3 separate regions of the Sus scrofa genome follow, and all the other regions are linked to region 1. A link is a contact called in public HiChIP or PLAC-seq and promoter capture Hi-C data. All regions are on one chromosome and are shown on one strand. The core of a region is the stretch at or near the end of the contact, and the rest is flanking DNA. Distances in the headings are between cores, read along the strand shown.

Region 1 (3,787 bases), core at 850-3,349:
AAGATCTCAGAGGAGGCACCAATATAGGACCTGGGGTCCATGAGCTCCCTCACCCCCACTCCCATACCACATCAGTCTTCTACGGGTACTAACCGGGCACCTGTTCGAACAGGCATAGATTTAAATACCTTCATGAATTAATTCCCCTGCTATCAGAAGGGGACCAACTGGTCTCCCTCATGAAGCATGGAGGCTCAGAACAGTCCAGGCACCTGCCTAGAGCCACTGGAGTGGGGTGCTGGGAAGTGGGCAGCTAGGGAAGCAGCAAGCATGGTGGATCCTGAGGCCAAGGGGCCAAGGGTCCCTCTGGAAAAGGGAATTGTCAAGTGGGGCAGGGGCAGGCTCTCACAGAAACTGACAGGCTAGATGCCTGACACCTTGCCCGGACTTTTCAAATATCCCTCAGACCAACCCCTTCTGGGTGGGATGCTACAGAGCAAGACACTAAGGCCCCTGCTCACAGCCACACCTCCAGGAAGGGAAAAGGTTTCGGTCCAAACCTAGGTGTTTCACTCAGAAAGCAACTTCTTCCTCCCCACCTCCACAACAAGGCTGGGGAGTCAGGGAGGACTGGGAGAGAAAAGGATGTTTAAATCACCCATGAGAATTACTTTGTGGGAAGGCTGCCTAGCTCTCTGGCTGCAAGATTCTCTGGCCACCTTGGGATCCACCTTGCAGATCTCCCAAGTGTATATCGCACAGGAGACACAAGGCTCTATCAATGACAAGCATCCACAGACCTGTCACCCAATTGCAAGGAAGGGCCTGAGAAGGCAGCCAGGACAGGAAGTGGACAAAGGAAGCACTGTATCCCAGAGAAGTAACTAGTGGGGAGGTCAGAGAGAGCTGAGCACGGGGAGGGACAGTGGGGTAGTCCAGGCAGTGGCCACATGCAAAGCAAGCCCCCGACTTGGCCCTGGTATGGCCTCACAGCGTTCACGGAAGACTGTGAGACCGCTGAAGGCGGCTGAGTCCAGATGAAAGAAGTAATGTGCCTGTCCTTCCCCAGGCGGTCACCTGTGTCCATCCCATGCCCCCACCCAGAAAGCCAAATACCGCAAAGGACGCCACCCCACCGTGCCCAAGACCTGGCATCAGGAGCCTGTAGACAGGCTGGCCACACGGCCCCACAGCAGCCCTTGCCACAGAGACCAGAATTTCTACAGCGCGCACTGCCCACCACATCTGGGGCCCGCCCCCCACAGCAGCGCAGCCTCCGACCCAGGGCGCCCCAGTGCTGGCCTGAAAGGCCTGGGATATGAGGTCGGTTCGGGGGTCCGCCTGTCCCGGGGTCGAGGTCAGTTTGGCCTGGGTCGGAGGACAGCTCTGGGGTCGGCGCTGACGTCTGTCTGACCCGGGGGTGAGGAGTCCGGGTCGGGTGTGGGGATTGGCCGGGGTGGGGGCGCGGAGGGCGTGGCGGCGGCCGCCCTTCCTTACCTCCTTGAGCTGCTCCATCTCGCTGCGGATAGCCTCATAGTCCACCTCAAGCTCCTCAAACTGTAGTTTTAGCTGATGCTTCTCCTCAAGCACTGCCAGCCCGTACTCGGCCGCCTGGATCTTCTCACGCGTGGTTTCGGCCAGCTCGTGCGACAGCCGCTTCACCTCTGCGCGCAGCCACTCCGGCTGCGCCTCCATCACGAGCCGCGCGTACTCCTCCTCTTCGGACGACGCGGACATGGTGGCCACGGCCGGGGTCGTGCCACTCCCTCCGAGGCTCAAGCCCGGCTCCCGCCCGCCGCCCCTGGAACCGCCGCCGCCGCCACCCAGCCCGACGGCGCCCGGGCCACCGCCGCTGCCGCCGCCGCCGCCACCACCACGCAGCCGCAGTAAGCTCGCTGTCGCGCGGGGCACTGTGGGGACCACAGTCCCGCCCGCGGGAACTACAAGACCCGACGTGCTTCACGCGCAGTCTTCTCCCGCCCGTGATTGGCCTGCGCCCTGTCCCGGGCCGCCCCGTCCCATGCTGTCGCCTCCGCAGCCGCCGCGCGGGGCAATGTGGGGTACGTAGTCCCGCTCGCCCACCGACTACAAGACCCGTCGTACCCTACGACCGCCAGCCCTCGCCCGCGATTGGCCTGCGCAGCTGCCGTCGCAAGGCCGGAAACTGATATTTTTCCGGTGCCCCCAGCGGTACTTACGAGGCTAGGGTCGGCGGTGCGCTGGGTGGCCGGGGTGGCCGTGGACTGCGCTGAGCGGTGGGTGGGTGGAGCCGGGCACGGTGCTAACCGCCGTGAGTGGAACGCCCGGCGCGGCGGGGGCACCGCGGGCGGGGTGGCTGTGAGGACAGTAATCCGGTGGCTCAGACAGGCGAGGCCAGCCTAGCCCAGGACGTATTTAGTGGAAGATATGGTCAAACCGCTAGCAGTAGAGCCCACCTTCGCCTCAAATAAGTACGAAACGCCTCCTGCTTGTTTTCTAAGAATTAGGCATTTCCATGCGCCCTAGGATTATCCAGGTCACTGCAGTGGCCTCGAATCAGAGACGCGTGGCCAGCCAGCGTCGCGTCCCTGCCCTACCCTTGTAGCATGGGTTCTAGTTAAGTCCTTACTCTCGCTCAGGCTGGGAGACTTTCTCCCTCTTTGTCTCTTTGACCTTGATCTTTCTGAGGCATGCAAGCCATAAGTGTACACACCGATGCATCCCCATGGTTAGATTAGGTTATGCACTTTGGCAGGAGCATCAGGGTGCTAAATTCGCAGAATCCTGTCAGGAGGCAAGGGTATTCCTTTGTTATTACTATCCTATGAGAAGGCAGTTTAGATTTTGCAACTATCCCGTCACTCCTCAAGCTCTTGAAATTTTTATTGAGGTATTCTTGATTTATGATACATGAGTAAGGTGTACAACACAATGATTCACTATTTTTAAAGATTGTGCTCCATTTATAGTTATTATAAAATATTGATTATATTCCCTATGCTGTACAATATATCCTTTTAGCTTAAGTATTTTATAATTTGTACCTCTTAATCCCTTACTCTTATTTTGCCCCTCTCGCCTTTCCCTCTCCTCACTGATAACTACTAGTTTGTTCTCTTTATCTCTTTATCTACTATTAAAAGTGATAACATATACTATTTGTCTGACTTATTTAGTATGATACACTAGGTTCATCCATGTTGTTGCAAATGGCAAAATTCCATTTTATATATATACACCACATAATCTTTATTATCTGTTAATGGACATTTAGGTTTCTGTAACTTGGCTATTGTAAATAATGCTGCTATGAATATTGGGGTGCATGTATCTTTTCAAATTAGTATTTTCCTTGGATATATATCCAGGAGTGGAATTAATGGATCATATGATGGTTCAATTTTTAGTTTTTTGAGGAACCTTCATACTGTTTTCCACAGTGGCTGCACCAACTTAACATTCCTACCAACAGTGTACAAGGGTTCTCTTCTCCATGTCCTCACCAACTTGTTATTTGTGGCCTTTTGATGATGGCCATTCTAGATGTGTGAGGTGATATCTCATTGTGGTTTTGATTTGCATTTTTTTGATAACTAGCAATGTTGAACACCTTTAAATGGGCCTGTTAGCCATCCATATATCTTCCTTGGAGACCTTCTATTCAGGTCTCCAGCCTATTTTTTTAATCGGTGGTTTGTTTTTTCGATATTGAGTTGTATGAGTTCCTCAAACTTTCTACCAGTTTCCATTGATATTTCTTGCCTAAATGAATTACCATTATACTTTTTTTTCTGTTTTCATCATTCCTTCTGTACTTATTCCACTTCGTCGAAAGATATTTCATTCATTAGTGGTATGGATTTGTGGG
Region 2 (3,787 bases), core at 691-3,190, 430 kb before region 1:
CAAAATTAATGTCCTCTTCTTCTGAATCTGTTCCTCTCCTATACATTGTGGTTTACACATATTGTATGCTCCCACACTTTCCAATTCAAATGTGAACTTTTGGCATGAGCATTTTACCATCTAACCTCTTACTATTATCTTGCCATGTTCTTACAAATCTAAGTGCTCAGAAAACATTTGTTTGAATGAATCCCTTTGTCAGCGTCCTTAGTTTCCACCTGTGAGACCCCTCCCACCTGCCTTTCTAATCTATCCAACTCCATGGGTTCCTCTTGGCAACAGTAATGGATAAGAGGGTTGGCTTTGGAATTAGACAGTTTTGGTGCCACAACTTAGTGTGTGAGCTATAGGAAAAGCTACTCAACCTTTAAACCTCAATTCTATCATCTGCAAAATAAAGGCTGTGAATATTCACAATGCTACTTTAATGTTAATGGCTATCACGACTCACACGTCACCTATGTAGACTACCATTATTATTTCTTTGTCCTCAAAATCTACAGTTCTACTCTGTTGTCCTGCCCAGTCACTATATCATCTTTCCAAAAAAATTTTTTTTTCTTTCTTAGCCGCCCTGCGGCATATGGAGTTCCCCGCTCAAGGATAAGATCCAAGCCGCAGTTGAGGATGGGCAACACTGGATCCTTTAACCCACCGTGCTGGGCTGGGGATTGAACCTGCGTCCAGGAGCTGCAGAGGTGCCACGGAAACCGTTGTGCCACAGTAGAAACTCCAAATCTACATTTAGCTGCCTTTTCTTCCCTTTAATTCACTCTTTAATCACTTGGGAAGAGAATATATTGTCCACCATCTTACTGATATTTACTTTTTAAATTTGTTTTTTAAAAGTTCAACATATTACAAGAGATCCCTAAATCAACTGCTTTGTCTCTGGTTTCATGCTTCCTGAGCTCTCTGAAAAACCTGAATGAATGCTCCAAGTAATACTGTCCCATCTAATAAAAACCTCTTCTGTATTCTTTTCAAACGCTTCATTCAGGAAGAAAATCATAAATTCATAAAGCTGGAAGCTAAGCATCATCTCCCACTAGTTCCTCACACAGACCCTAAGGTGCAGTTACTACACCAATTTCCCATCTCCTGAATCACGCAAACCTAAAATCCTGTTATAGTTTACATTATGGTCTCCTGGAGTTTCTCCCACAGTTCTTAATCATCTTCAAGGCCCCAAACCCACTGCAGTGTCTGAGAAGCGTTCTCTTTCTCCCACCCCCCAGATTCCACTTTAGAACTGTCTTCTTCCTCTGTGCACTTAGAATACTGTATTATTATACTGTGTAAGGGCCGAGGACCGGGGATGCTGTGCTCACTTCCCTCTAGCCTCAGACACCCAGCAATAAAGGCTCCTTCAAGGAAGCCTAAGAATTTTTTCTTAAGAACACCTAGCCGTCCAAGTAATCTCGTCCACCTTCTGAAGCTCTCCAGCAAGCTCGGTAACACCAAATTCCCAGAACCACACCACGGTTTAAGCACTACCAGAACCCGAGGCTGAATATGAGGCCCTTCCAAGAGATGTAACCCTCCGCCCGCGAGCCAAACCAGGATTGCTGCCGGAGCCCGAGTTCTTTCGCTCCACTTAGACCGGGCCGCCACCCCCCATCTTTCCCTTGGAAACAGATTTGCACGAAACTAACGCACAGACCAGAAGAAATATTTTTTTAAAATTCTGTGTGGTCTCCTTGGGCAGGAAGGGGCGTACCTGAGGGGCCCGTAGGCAGGACAGAGTGACCTTAGGGAGTCCCTGCGGGCAGGACGGGGTGACCTGAAGATCCCCTATCGTACCTGAGGGGCCTTCGGACCGAAGTACCTCAAAAATCTTACGCCGGGGCCAGACGGCCTGAGGTGATGCAATGTTCTGAAAGCATGAGGCGAGGAGAAGCGGGGCGGTCTGCACCGGCCAATCAGAGAGCTCCGATTCACACCTATCAACAAGCAGGGCGCCAACTGGCCGCCTGGGTCCCGGGTCACGCCCACCCGACCTGCACTGCGGTGTGCTCTGGGAAAGCGGCAGTGCGACTCCCCGGACAGCTGCCAGTGAGTGGCGGCGACGTGCTGGGTGCTTCAACGCAACAAGGGCGACGGTGGTAGACAGGACCGTTTTGTGGCCTCTGGGGTGGGGACTGACTGGGGAGGGGCACTGGGAGGAGGCCGATGTTGTGCATAGTGACTGGATGTTTTTATACGGGCGTTTCCCGTTGCCGGTCTTCACCTCACTGTATACAGAACATAAGTCAATCTCACCAGGCATAAACCAAATCCAGTGACAGTGGACTCAGTAACTGTGCGGCTGTGAGTGTTCAGTCTCCAGGCTGCTTTCCTAAGTGACCGTTAAGTAAAGCAGCCCTAGCATTAGGGCTATTTTTTAGTGTAGTGGAATCTGCAAAAATGCAGAGTCTTGGGGCACGCACTAGGTCTGCTGAGACCCTGGAGTGACAAAAATATGCATTTTAACAGGCATCCTGTATAATTCTGCTGCACACTAAAATTCCTGACCTGCCTATCTAAAAGGACACTCCTACTTCCTAGGGAAATGTAGAAGCTGCAGAAAGTCTGGGAGGAGCTGAAGCACTGATGGTCTGTGGTGTTCAGGGAAGCCTCTTCTGTGTTCTTCAGTGCCACCTCCAGAGTTCTAATGAATTTTACTGCAGAAATTACGTTAAACAGCCACATGGAGAGCTGTAACAAAAAGGAAGGAAATGTCTGACAAACTTTATAATTACTGCATCTTAAGGTCTCCTATATTGAAAACAACATATTTGCATATTTGTCTGCTAACATATATTTATTATCACTGCTGTGAGTCTGCCCAGCACATTCTGGATCTCCTGGTCAAAAACCAAAGGGACTCCGGAGCCATGAAAACAACAGGCATTGGCAGTAGACACTATGAAGGAAATTTTAAATTTTAGCTCTTGACAAAGTTAAGAGTGATTATATATGTAACTGTAGTGTATCAGATAGAGGGACAGGGAAAAAAACTCATCTGACTGAGAATATGTATAAAACATGTTGATAAGCTTCACTAAGAACATTTTGATAGTCTGTGTAGCATTCATTCAAGTCACTTATGGTTTATATAACCAGTTTATTTAGGGTTTAGGAACACCCTAAAGGGGTCAGAGTAAGGGATTTCACATCCTTGCCCAAAGGGGGAACTCTTATTAACTAGCAGTACTTGGAATGAGTTTTAATTTTCAAATTCCTCAAGTTGCCACCTTGGTCAGTTCATTTTATTATCTATCCAGACAGCCTAGGTTAGAGTAAGACAGAGGGTTTCCAGACAGATATGTCTGGGGGAAAAAAAAAAAAAAAGGTGAGGACAGCATTACTATTTTTGAAACAAGCTCCTTTATGTCTTTTTGTCTTTTTTGTCTTTTTTTTTTTTTTGTTGTTGTTGTTGTTGCTATTTCTTGGGCCACTCCCGTGGCATATGGAGGTTCCCAGGCCAGGGGTTGAATCAGAGCCGTAGCCACTGGGCTACGCCAGAGCCACAGCAACGCGAGATCCGAGCCACGTCTGCGACCTACACCACAGCTCATGGCAACGCCGAATCGTTAACCCACTGAGCAAGGGCAGGGACCGAACCCGCAACCTCATGGTTCCTAGTCGGATTCGTTAACCACTGCGCCACGACGGGAACTCCGAAACAAGCTCCTTTATAACATATGAGCTAAAGGTAGGGTTTTTGTGTTTTTGTTTCCTTTTTCAGAATCTTTTCCCATATAGGTTATCACAGAATAAGAGAATTTATTCTATACAGCAGGTT
Region 3 (3,787 bases), core at 452-2,951, 400 kb before region 1:
TCCAGGACACTGGTGGGGTAGGGGGTTCCTACAATAGCATCATATAATGAACTACCTATCGTTTTTAGTGTTCAGGGCGAACAGTCATCTCTGGGGGTTCCTTTATTTTGTGATATTTGAGTTACGTATGCCTTTAATTACTCACAAAGAACCATAAATTTACCTTGGTCATCTTTCCTAGTGATAATCTCCACATCAGAAACTTCTCCAAACCTGTTGAACTGATTTTGTAGGTCTCCTTCAGAAATGTTCTGGCCAAGGCCACCCACAAAAAGGCGCTTTGTTTCTTTGCTGGCTTTCATCAATGCTGGGCATACACTCAATGTGTTCCAGTGGAAAAAATAATTTTCTGTCTACAGAGAAGAGTTCTTTCCCTTATATCTTCTCAAATCTAAAACAAAACAAAACAAATTAAAATAACCCCAACCCCAACCCTTTTCCCTGAACCTTCTATATCAAACCAGTTGCCTGGACATGTGTTTCATTTCCTATTTTACTGCTTTCAAATTTTATCCCTGGAGACTGTTGAAGCCCTCCATGAATGCATTTTGGAACAGCACCTCAACATAGACACAAGTACAGGCAATTATTTTCCCTCTAAATGATCACAATATTATACCCTTCTTTTTACTTGTCCATATTGTTAGGTGTTTTTCCTTTATTCATTCATACATTCATTTATTCATTTTAACAAACGCTGCCAGGAATGGGATGGGGCAGGTTAATACCCCATAGTGCTATGAGAGGCAGGCAAAAGTACTGCAATACTATGTCACAATAGAAATATCTACAGTGTTGTTCAGGCACACAAAGAGCAATTGATACCGCTAACATAGTTTTGTTTTTTTTTTTTTTTTTTAAGGCACTATGTGCCAGCGTTGTATGAAGCAGTTTGCAGGCATTTGGTTTTCAGATTATCAGGGTAAGTGAAGTCACTTTCCGAATGCCATTCAGAGAATTAGCTGTGAAGCCAGGATTATAATCCAAGTGTAATTTCAGAACCTGTAATTCTTAACACTATACTAGGGAGGTTGTTGGATCAGAAGCGACTCGGAAACTCTTCTGTGATTTGAGGCCCGTCGTGAGATCTCCAATTCAGTTTAGGACCCGGCAGCCTCAGCTCCCAGCCGGCTCCTCCTCCCAAACTGACAGTCTCCTCCCCAAAGACCCCAAAACAGCGCCCAAGAGCCCAGAGCATGGCTCCGGTCTGGGCACGAGCCGGCAGCCATCTACAATTTACTGGTAGCTTCCGCCGCCCCCAACCTACCCGCCCTAGCCTCCTTCCTCTGAGAACAAAAGGCGAGCAGAGAGAAGGTAGGCCAGTTTGTCCCGTGACATCGCTTGCCCCGACCCACTCCTCACCACTTCGTCCTCTACGTCGAGCGCTGCTTAGGGCCCTGACTTCTAGTCACGTGTCCCAACAAGTGCCATCTCTCTTCCTTCCTCCTCTATTTCCAACCCAGCATCTTAAGGTTCCATTACAAAACTCAGTACCCCAGTGCTCTTTATTTCGTCTGCAGTCTTCTGAGCGACCTCGATGCCTGTCACCCTGCGTCAACCTCTGCAAAAGACCCCAAACTAAAATTCCCTAATTCACACTAAAGAGGGTCATCGCTTTGTGTTCTCCTGGATGAAGTCGGCGGAAGTGGGGCAGGGGAGAAAAATACAGAGGCTCTCGGTTCCAGCACTCCCGGAACCTCCTCTTCTGTGACGTAGGCATCCTCGTTGCTTCCAGCCGCCTCTGGGTCGGGGGTGGACAGCAGCATCCTTGGCCTTCGGGTTAGAGGGAATTAACCTCTTGAAGTGTAGGTAGGGACTGCGGAGGGACAGCCGTTAACTAGTACACAGGGACAGCAACGGTCCCCGGATGCTTACGAGCGCTGGGTATGTGCGAGGGGATCGCGCGCCGTTCCCCTGCCTCCCCAGCCGATCTCTGGGATGGTTCGCGCCATCCGCGCGCGAGGCTTGAAGAGCGGGCGGTGGCGCGCTTCCACCAGGCAGTTTCTTGTCAGTGCCTCACCATGGACTCCCTTCGCGCTGAGGCCGACGCCTTGGAAGCCGAGATCAAGGCCTTGAGGCGGGCGTGCGTGGAGCTACCGGCGCCGGGTGAAGACACCTCACCAGTCCGGTACGTGGCCTTCCTCAGACTCGGTGGGAAGGATGAAAATCTCTCCACTCCGGGTTCTCGGACCTCCGTCGGTCACAGACTTTCCCGAGCACCAGACGTGGGCTGGAACTCATTATCTACAAAGCTAAGAGTGAGGAGTCCACGCGTGGGCCGCATTGTAAACGCTTACCGTGTATTAACCGATTTAATCGCAGTCAGGGGGAAGGTGTTTTTCTTTCAGTTCTCTTTCTCTTGCTGATAACTATCTAGGTGAAAGCCTTGCTTATTTCCTTAGCAACCTTGCTTTTAGTAGGCAGCAGTATCTAGTTAAGATTTAATGACTATTTGTTTTCATGTTATTTGTTTTTATAGGTCACTTAACTGTGACAATTGATACTGATTTACTGGTTTTTCGTTTATGTTAGTGACAGGTGATTTCCTCTGAGAAATAATTTAGGTTAAAAAAAGTAAGTTGATGTAAGAAAAATAGATAAGGAATTCCCGTGTGGCTCAGCAGGTTAAGAACTCAGCCTTGTCTTGGTGAGGATGCAGCTTGGATCCCTGGCCTGGCCCAGTAGGTTAAGGATCCCGTTACTGAAAGCTTGGTATGTAGTCACAGATGCGGCTTGGATCTGGTGTTGCTGTGGCTGTGGCATCAGCCTGCATTTGCAGCTCCAGTTAGACCCCCTATCCCTGGAATTTTCATATGCTTCAGGTGCTTCAGGTTAAAAAAAAAAAGGAATATAGTTTGTAGGAGAATTTGGCAAAAGCTGCAAAGATGATTGTCAAATACCCGCAGGTAGGGAAGCATCCCAGTAGCAGAGGTGGGGGAACTCCCTGTCTAAAGGGGAACAGAGCCCTTTGAACTGAGGGGTAGAAATAGCTGGAGTGTTGTGTGCTGCAGAGCAGTAGCATCTTAACATTTTCGTTCCCAGCAACAGTCATGGTCTGTCCATTACTTACCAAGTGCCAGACTGAGAAATGCAAGGGTCTTTATGTGCATCATCTCTTTTAACACCTATGCCAATCTTCTGAGGTAGGTATTATTGTAAACCCTGTTTTAAAGTTAAGAAAACTTGGGAGTTCCCGTCGTGGCGCAGTGGTTAACAAATCTGACTAGGAACCATGAGGTTGTGGGTTCGATCCCTGGCCTTGCTCAGTGGGTTAAGGATCTGGCGTTGCTGTGAGCTGTGGTGTGCGTCGAAGATGCGGCTCGGATCTGGCGTTGCTGTGGCTGTGGTGTAGGCCAGCGGCTACAGCTCCGATTCTCGACCGCTAGCCTAGGAACCTCCATATGCCGCGGGAGCAGCCCTAGAAAAGGCAAAAGAACAAAAAGAAAAAAAAATAAGAAAACTGAGGCTCAGAGAAGTTAAACTGTTTGGCCAAAGTCACAGAGGATGTAAGTATTAGAGCTGGATTGGAACCTAAAGATCACAAACTTCAAAGCCCAGGTGTTTTGCGTAACTGAAGAAGAGGAAAGGTCTAACAGTTAATTCTGTACCTAGTGTCTCAAACTTAAAAGCCCAGGCCCTTTGCTTAACTGAAGAAGGAGAGGAAGGGTCTAACAGTTAATTGTGTACCTAGTGTCTCAAACTTGCATGCTGCTTGAAAGCAGAAATTATCTTCATTTTTTACTTTTATTTATTTTTTGTGTGTGTGTTTTGTTTTTGCTAGAAGTTC

What was found. Promoter capture Hi-C pulls out the DNA fragments that hold promoters and counts their contacts. HiChIP or PLAC-seq counts read pairs in DNA pulled down with a chosen protein or histone mark.
Region 2: a promoter capture Hi-C map of fetal liver shows a contact between it and region 1, with 2.9 times the contacts expected there. The contact joins the promoter of IARS here to the promoter of FGD3 in region 1. A contact is called at or near these places in 2 of 5 promoter capture datasets (fetal liver and liver) and 1 of 2 datasets of contacts at active chromatin or transcription factors (alveolar macrophages).
Region 3: an H3K27ac HiChIP or PLAC-seq map of alveolar macrophages shows a contact between it and region 1. The contact joins the promoter of NOL8 here to the promoter of FGD3 in region 1. A contact is called at or near these places in 2 of 5 promoter capture datasets (fetal liver and liver) and 1 of 2 datasets of contacts at active chromatin or transcription factors (alveolar macrophages).

What each region holds. Positions count from the first base shown.
Region 1 is chr3:42,454,973-42,458,759 of Sscrofa11.1, forward strand. FGD3 (FYVE, RhoGEF and PH domain-containing protein 3) reads left to right here and starts at 2,100. Exons shown (of 21, transcript XM_021088137.1): 1 at 2,100-3,787. It overlaps BICD2 (protein bicaudal D homolog 2), which reads right to left and starts at 1,849. Exons shown (of 7, transcript XM_021088132.1): 1 at 1,438-1,849. The coding sequence starts at 1,677.
Region 2 is chr3:42,020,670-42,024,456 of Sscrofa11.1, forward strand. IARS (isoleucine--tRNA ligase, cytoplasmic) reads right to left here and starts at 1,941. Exons shown (of 33, transcript XM_021086986.1): 1 at 1,804-1,941.
Region 3 is chr3:42,051,348-42,055,134 of Sscrofa11.1, forward strand. NOL8 (nucleolar protein 8) reads right to left here and starts at 1,702. Exons shown (of 17, transcript XM_013995776.2): 1 at 1,363-1,702; 2 at 164-391. The coding sequence starts at 302. It overlaps CENPP (centromere protein P), which reads left to right and starts at 2,019. Exons shown (of 8, transcript NM_001315813.1): 1 at 2,019-2,128. The coding sequence starts at 2,022.